Regions from separate parts of the Anas platyrhynchos genome. Here region 1 is linked to region 2. Evidence: chromatin contacts called from public Hi-C data. All regions are on one chromosome and are shown on one strand. Each heading gives the region's core, a stretch centred on a gene start, on an enhancer-like site or on the middle of the called end of the contact. The rest is flanking DNA. Distances are from core to core; before and after follow the strand shown.

Region 1 (3,885 bases), core at 1,213-3,712, 270 kb before region 2:
GCCACTAGCTGCCCTAACATAACACTGGTGGTGAATGAGACCTCTGCAGAAGAAACCACCTTCCTTCTCATTGTTTCAGCTTTCTCCAAGACCCTGCTAGATAGATGGCTTTTTATACTGAAGATTGACCAGCTTTGGGATATTCAGAACTAAACTGTCTCAAGGGGAAGTTCAAGAGACCGTCTTGACAGCAGCTCTGTCACTCACGTTGAGGGAGATGCGCTGAGGGTACCATTGCTAATCTTATTTGTCTCACCCTTGGCAGAGCTGAGATCTGATCTCAGTTATGGGTTATAACCAAGAGAGAAATTATCCCTTAAAGGGCTAGGGTTGAAACATGACTCTACTTGGAGCATGTTCATTAGAAACACTCAAGAGAAAACACAGTGGGATGAGATGCCCATACACCTCTTGTCTCCTAACCAGCTCATCCCTCCAGCCTTTGCTGGTTTCCCTTATGGTACCTTAGAGACTATGCAGATTAAAAGCCTTAATTATCCACCTGGGAATGTTCCTGTCACTGGGTTATAGGGCAAATTACTCCATGTCATTGTCTTCGGGCGAGTTTGTTGTGTGGATCTGGGGTTTAGATCAGGACTTGGCTTCCAAAACTAAATAATGCATCAATAATGTAGAACAGATAAGAGCACTTGGGGCAGAAAACTACTTGCCTCTAGCTTGAGATGTGAAATGCTGGGATGCTGTACCTGGGAAAGACTTTATCTGAGTGACATCTGTTATGGATATGGAGGAAGGAGAGTCCACCCTGGAGAGCTCCAGAGGTCTATGGTCATCTGCAGCTGTAGAATAGCCACCCACCTGGCAACCAGTTCGGAGACAGACACTGATTTTCTCAGAGGAACTGCTTCGTGCTCTGGGATGCCTCTTGGAGAATGGCACAGAAAAGGGAGGGACTGAGCTGGCCGCAGCTTCTCAGCTTTTTCCATGTCCTCTGTCTGCAGGTGTTGGAACAAGAGGGTAAATGTTATGGTGCTGGATGTGAGATCCATGGAAAGCCAATCCCTAGTGCATCCTTCTCCACTCTTGGGGTCAGGAAAGCAGTAAAAGGCCATGGAACAAACTCTTTCTTCACTGATACATCAGAAAAGCTCAGGACATAAATTCACTTTTGAAAAAATAAAATAGGGTTAAGAAGATGCATTTTAAGTCAAATTACTCCTAATGCACGGAATGGGTCTTTTCCACCTTTGCCCATCAATTTTCTTATTCCCCTTAGTCACCCAGTCCAGCTTTGTGACAGAGAAAGGGAAAGAACCAGAAAAAGGTTCAGCTTTAAATCATTTAAAGTAATTTGATGGAAATTATGTGTATGCATCATAAATGGATATATATATATATTTAATGTCTCCAGTGTTGTGTAGACATGAATCAGCTCTGAATTAAGCAGTAACTGGAGGATTAAGCACCTCTTGCCCTCTTCTGCCAAAAATGTTCTTGTATTCCAGGCTTCAGAAAGGCACAGCAGAAGTCTCAGGCAGTGGATTTGTGATGACTGATCTGACACTTGGAAGTACATTAGGTCATCTGGGGCTCATTTTCTGAATTTAGATAGAGCTCAAGGGACCTACAAGTTATACGTAATTGCTCTTTAATTACTGACACAGACATCCAAACCATGGGATTATTAGATACTTGCACTGAGATTTTGAAAATACTTGTTTTAAAAGCTGTGTTGCTTGCATAATATGTTTCATAAATGATTTCTATTGCACTTGCAGATCTGGTCAATTTTTTTTCTGGGGGGTTGGGGTGATACTCAGCAGCTTATGAATCACCGCCTTCCCCTTTTAACATATCTGAAATCAAGACCAGGAAGAGGGATGTATATTTCTCACTATTTGCTTTAGAAATTCCTCTTTTTTTTTAAATTTATTTTTTATTTTTGTATCCCTCCTTTTATTTATTTTTTCCCCAGGTCACTTCACACAATGTTAGAGAAGAGACAGCTTTAGATCACAGACACCCACCTCCCACAGTCCAGGGATCATTCCCCATTCTTGCGGTTGTGTCTAATGTTAAACAACTCCACGTGAAGAGCCCCTGGGGGATTTACTTCATGGCAGGATAAACGCATTAGAAGGGAAGCCTTCCCTGATTTTTCATTTATGCCCCCCTCTTCTTCAATACTGTAGGCACAGTAAATGGAAATACACTTCTCAGCCCACCCTGAACTGTTCCCACAACCAGCACAGCACCCCCCAGTCACCAAGGGCTTACTGATATTAATTCATTCCATCTCCTCTGATCTGGGAGGGTTGTTTTTTTTTGGTGTAAAATCACTTACATGCTAGAGTGCTTTCCTCCACCTGAGATCTGCCATTTGATAGTCTCCTTGGGGCTCTTCAGTACCACGCTTCTGACTCCTTTTTCATCCCCTCCTTTACAAGACAGGAGGCAAAGTCCCTTGGCAAAGCTGCAATTAAATATTAAAAGCTGATGTGTGATTGGAGCTGGTGTGAATTGGAGAGCTGGCACTGAAGAGCGGAGGAGTTGAAGCCTCCTCCTTGCTCCTGCTAGCCTGTTGCCAAATATTAAGGTCTCATCCTTCCCTGTAAAACCACCGAGTAAATTCAGAGCCCAGCTGGGGCATGAATAGCCATCTAGACCCACAGCAAGGCTCTGATTTGGGTGTAAATCTGCTGGAATCCTTGTCTGAGGTGGAGCAGAAATTAGTTCCTCAGCATGGGGATTTTAAAGTGGATGTTTCTGGCAAAGGTCATACATTCATCCTCCAAACCAGGAAGGTTTTTCAGCGCATCTTATGGTCCCAAATGCCTGTGACTTTGCTGAGGAGGCTTTGCCTGAACCATAAGAAAGGAAATCTCTCCAGACTGTTAACAGCTCTAGGGCATGCACTGCTCCTCCTGGCAAAAATGAGGTGGTCAGGACTTCAGGGAGAGAGGGTCCGGGTGCAATGAATTGAAATTGTTCACTATTAGGGACAAGAAAAGGCAGGACTGGTTGTGGGGATCCAATTTATGCATCATCTAAGTCTGATCAAAATCAGAGTTTAGCAAAGGTAACCCCTCAAAAAACATCGTGCCCACTAACAGGACTGGTCTGGCACCTGACAATCCATGGTTTTCCATGAAGTTCTTTCGGGGGATTTGTCCTGCACATGCTGGAAGGTTGACCAAGCAACAAAGGCAGTGCGTGAATAAGAGCAGATAATAGTGTGTTGGTTTATAATGAACCAGAAGGGCTGCATTTAACATCAAAAGCTGGAAAATCATTTACCCAGAAAAGCCTAAGCTAAGCAAGAAACCTTTGATACTAGGGGTGAGTTAGGGCAACACACAGAGCTGGATATACGGACCGACCACCTCTGTCATCACTTTATGAATAATAACCTGCACTTTTCTGTGCGTTCTGATCCAAATCTTACTGGAACAAGTAGAAAACTCTTTACTGAGCTTTTATTCCAGCACTTAAACCCATCTGAGAAACTTTAACACTTTTATTCTCTACCTTGCAGGTATGGTGAGTCTGATTTCATGCATTAGGTGCTTATGATCTCAGGTGCATTTGTTGCAGCAGCACCTAAGGACCAGCCTAGAGCACGCCCCCAGCTCTGTACAGATTCAGGTGTGTACCAGGCTTGAAGCCTTTGCCCTCCTCCTGCACTCTCAGGGTCTTCCTGACCTGGTAATTTTCCACTGAACGATATTCAGCTCTTGGAGGAGTGTGCAGGATGCCCTGCACCCTGATGGGAAAATATCAGTGACTTTATCAGCTGCTGGGCTTCCAAGGGACAAATCTGACGGATGTTGGATGGGTTTTTAGTTGAATGGGCAAAGCAAGGCTTTGAAGCTGAGATGCTTCCTTGTTAGGTATTTAATTTAGGGAGGAAAGAGTGGGCTGACA
Region 2 (3,928 bases), core at 362-2,861:
TTGAGTTTCCACTGGCTTCAAGACCTCTGTCCCTGCAACAGGCCCATTCTCCACATATACAAGTGTTTTTTTTTCCATGTAGTTGAGAAAAAATTTGCAGCTGCTGAGGTTTTCACTCAGACCTGGAGATGGGCTTGGCCTGCCTAAAAAAAAGGCACTGCAGAATTGGCAATTATTGGCATTTTCCCATGGACCATTTGAGATTAATCTGTCAACACTACAGGATGAGAAAAAATATATATATTCTGCAGTTATAAGTATACATATGTTCTGCAGTTATTCCTTATTTTTTTTTGGGTACTGACATCCAGCATCACAGAACTCCTCATCACACCATAAGGATCCCACAAGCGTCCTCTCCACCAATTCGACCAAAACTACACATGGGCATAAAATCTGTTTGATTTCTGATCCTTGTGAGGGCCCCTCTGTGGCCATCCATATCCGGAGGGACTTCAAGTCCTCAGCATCTCAGGAAATGGGTGATGTTAATTGTAGAGAAGAAATGTAAGTCAATGTAAGGCTTCAGAGTTTTCTCTCTAGCGTTTTCTTCCTAGAAAGCAGTGAAAATTCATCTCTTGTCAGAGGGCTGGCTGGAGTGAGAATTCAGATAAGCCATTAATAGAAAGAACTAGGTTTCCTCCTTCACAGCTACAACTATTAGGAGTTTTTATACTGCTCGATCTGCACATTTCCATCAGTTTGCTTCAGGCCACTGAGACTGCTGCGGAGTGAACGGCAGCATTGCCATCTACTGGGCAGCAGCTTGAGCTCCAGCTTGGAGAAGCACTTCTCCACGGGACCAAGAATTGTGCATTTCACTGGGTTTTTCTATTAAAAAATTAAAATAAGGCTTAAATGATCTGCCTGGGTCTGGAGGATGGGTGAGGATGCCCTCACCTGGTGTGTGTGTCCACAGCTGGAGGAGAGTTAAGTTACTCTTTGGAGTAAATAGAGAACTTTGTGGTCTTTAAGTGATAGAATCATAGAAATCATTTGGATGAGATGTCTGTAGCCTGAACATCCTGGTGGGGATGACTTGGGGCCTCAGGAGAGCTGTGATCTTCCGAAGCAGCAGCAGGATGGGTTGGAATGTCCTCAGACATCCCTGGTAGCACTGACCCTTAGATTTGATCCCTTCAGTGATCCCAGAGCTGTGTTTCTCAGCATTTACAGCACTACCAAACAGCTCAAGGCGTTGTAGCCAGTCTCGTGCCTCTCCAGAGCACCCTGCATGTGGTGGGACCACTCCAGATGTCCCTTGCAGCCACAGGCATCTCCTTTTTCTGCTCCACCTCAGGACGTGGGATGCACCAATTTTCCAAAATCTAGAGGGTTTTAGCTGTGTCCTCACCACCCAGCTTTGGAGACAAGGCTGGCAACATTAGATATGAGCCTTGTATTACCGTGCCCAGTGGCTTTTGCCCCATACTCTTGGATATTACATCGCTGTGAGACTCGGTACCGTCACGCAATAAAACCCATGGGAAGCACAGCGCTTTCCACGTGCTCCCAAGGTCGGATTACAGCTTTGCTTAGGCTGCTCAAGACCAAGCCACTCCCACAGGGCTCTCAGAGACCGAGAGGGCATGAGGGAAGCACCGTGTGCGTGCTGCCTGGCCGCCACCACCCTCCTACCCTGCGTCATAAATCAGGGCTGAGCAGCACAAGCTGTTCCCATCACAGGAACCCGGAAAGAAAGGCTCTTCTTAGCACCGGGGATGGGATAATGATCCCGAGCAGTCTCCAACACGTTGTTTTCCTGCTCCTGTGGCTGCGGCGTGATGTTTAACCTCTGGGCTGCTGCATGAGGAGGCGTTAAAGGAGCAAAGTTCAGAGCAGGCTGACAGCAGGTTTCTCCCTGGAAAAACCCACGGCTGCTCCCTGGAGAGCAGGGGCGGTTGTGCAGCTGCAGGAAAAAGCAGGAAGAGCCCTTGTCTGCTGTCATATTGGGATATAAATGTTTGGGGTTGTGTCTATTAGCTACTTAAGCACCGACAAGGAACAGCGCTGAGCATGGGATGTCGCTCATACATGTGGTTGAATTGTTAACGTGGTGCTCGAGTGTTTTCAGCCCAAGGAGCAGCAGCATCCCTGGAGGTCCCTGGGTCTGCTGGATGAAAAGTGATGGGGAATTTGGGGTCATGTGTGACATCCCTAAAACCATTCGTGGCCCAGGCACTGAGCATGCAGAGATAGACCCAACCCCAGGCATCAGGCACCCCAAAGCCAGCTGGGACTGGACGCCTTCACCTCTCAGCATCCAAGGGGGGTTGGAAGTGGTTTGAGGGGCTCTACTGATAAAAAATTCCCCAAGGCCTCTGATCAGATACAGTCAGGGCAAAATCTCAGCAACCAGCTGGCTGCTCTCACTTGGCTCCTAGGTGAAATTCAAGAGCTGTCAGCCCATCAAGTTTAATGGATTTAGGCTCCTTCAGGGAGAAGCTGAACTTGCCATCGCGGCAGAAACCACACGTGCTGTCTTAAAAGGAGCAAGAACCACTCACTAATATTAAAGGGCAGGCAAGCTTCTTAGTTTGTTTGGCTTTTTTTCCCTGTCAGAAGAGGAGAAGTGCCAACAACTGAGCACAGAGGGGGCATTGCCATGGGCAGCCTGATAAAGCAAAGAGCTGCAGACACAGCTGGGGCTCCAGCCCTTCTGCAAGCCTTGAAGAAACGCTGCTGGTTTTCGTTTTCGTTTGCGCTCACCGAGGGTTTAAGCAGGGCTTATCTGGTTGCCAATCAGACCTCTGGGCAAGAGCAGCTAGAGGCAGCTCCCGGGTGCTTATCGGCGTTGTCTGGGAGCAAACACAAAGGACAGAGTGCAAGGCTGTATCCATGCCTTTTTATCACTCTCAGCCCGCAAAACTTCTTTAGCAGCCGGTGAGAAGTGCGGTAAGCGTTCCTCCGGTTTGCCAATGCCCTCTAGTGGCTTTTGGCGAGCAGAAACAGCGCTCCCAAAGAGCTGGGATTTTTGCAAAAATACCGCTGTGTCCCTTAAGAGAGGCAGGGCACGAGTGGGTTGAAATGGAAAAGGAGCGAAACCAAAATCCTGCATTTCCAAATGCTCGTCCTCATTCCAGGGGGAGAGGATGGTTGAGGGATGCCCCAAATACTCCTAAAAGATGGGTTTTAGTTCATCAAAGGACAAAAACTGCCTTCTTGTGTTTTCTTCTGCCTCCCTTCACTGACCCCACAGTTTGCCTAATAGGAACGTAGCTTTTATTGGAAATCTTGTGTGCTCCAGGTGGGCTTGTCCCAACCATCCACTGAAGGCTGAATTCACGCAAAAACAGGGGCTCAGAGTCCCTGGGTGAAATCACTGATGTTTTATTATGATCTCAGCCAAACCTGGTGAATAACCCAAGAAAGGGTAGAAGGGATGTGAAGAGGGTTGCTGAGCAGAGGGATTTTGCTGCAGTTCTTCCTAGGTTAATGCACAAGTTGATCCTTCGCTAATAACCCCCGTTATTCTTCATGGTCTGGAAAACAAGAAAGAGGTGAATTCAGCAGAGAGCCAGAACAACTAGGCAAAAAAAAAAAAAAAAAAAAAAAAAATCATCTCAAAGGCAACAACTCCTTCCTTAGAGTTGTTTGCACCAAACGTAGCACCAAATATCCTGATTTTAGGTCTGCCCAGACCTCCCAGTTTGATTCCTAATGGTTTAATAAGTGGAAGGGTCCAGCTCCTCTGTGACATCTCCCCTTGACTTCGAGGGAGATGTGCCAGGTCACTCACGGTGTAGATCCAGTCCATGTAGGTTGACACATGTGTGAAGACTGTCGGCTTCTTATAGGTGTTACAGTAGGGAATTAGTTATAGAGCAGATCCAATGTCCTCATGCACGTTTTGTCACTTATACAGGTCTCTAGCTTATGGATGATGGCAAACACACAGCTTGCAAACTTCATGAATTGATCCTGAATT

Evidence for each region. A called contact is a pair of places that touch in the nucleus more often than the background predicts.
Region 1: a Hi-C map of subcutaneous adipose tissue shows a contact between it and region 2, with 2.6 times the contacts expected there. The contact joins the promoter of XIRP1 here to the enhancer-like site in region 2. A contact is called at or near these places in 4 of 8 Hi-C or Micro-C datasets (liver, skeletal muscle and subcutaneous adipose tissue).

The regions. Positions count from the first base shown.
Region 1 is chr2:154,360,841-154,364,725 of IASCAAS_PekinDuck_T2T, reverse strand. It overlaps XIRP1 (xin actin binding repeat containing 1), which reads right to left and starts at 2,462. Exons shown (of 8, transcript XM_038173952.2): 1 at 2,306-2,462; 2 at 820-956. The coding sequence starts at 947.
Region 2 is chr2:154,094,279-154,098,206 of IASCAAS_PekinDuck_T2T, reverse strand. No RefSeq gene overlaps it. Among named protein-coding and RNA genes, the nearest start is that of CSRNP1, 18 kb to the left of the region's middle. Within about 2 kb of position 1,611, at least 8 of the 8 cell types and tissues checked have an H3K27ac peak or open chromatin away from gene starts, as enhancers often do. A contact at or near this core is called in subcutaneous adipose tissue, where this site is marked.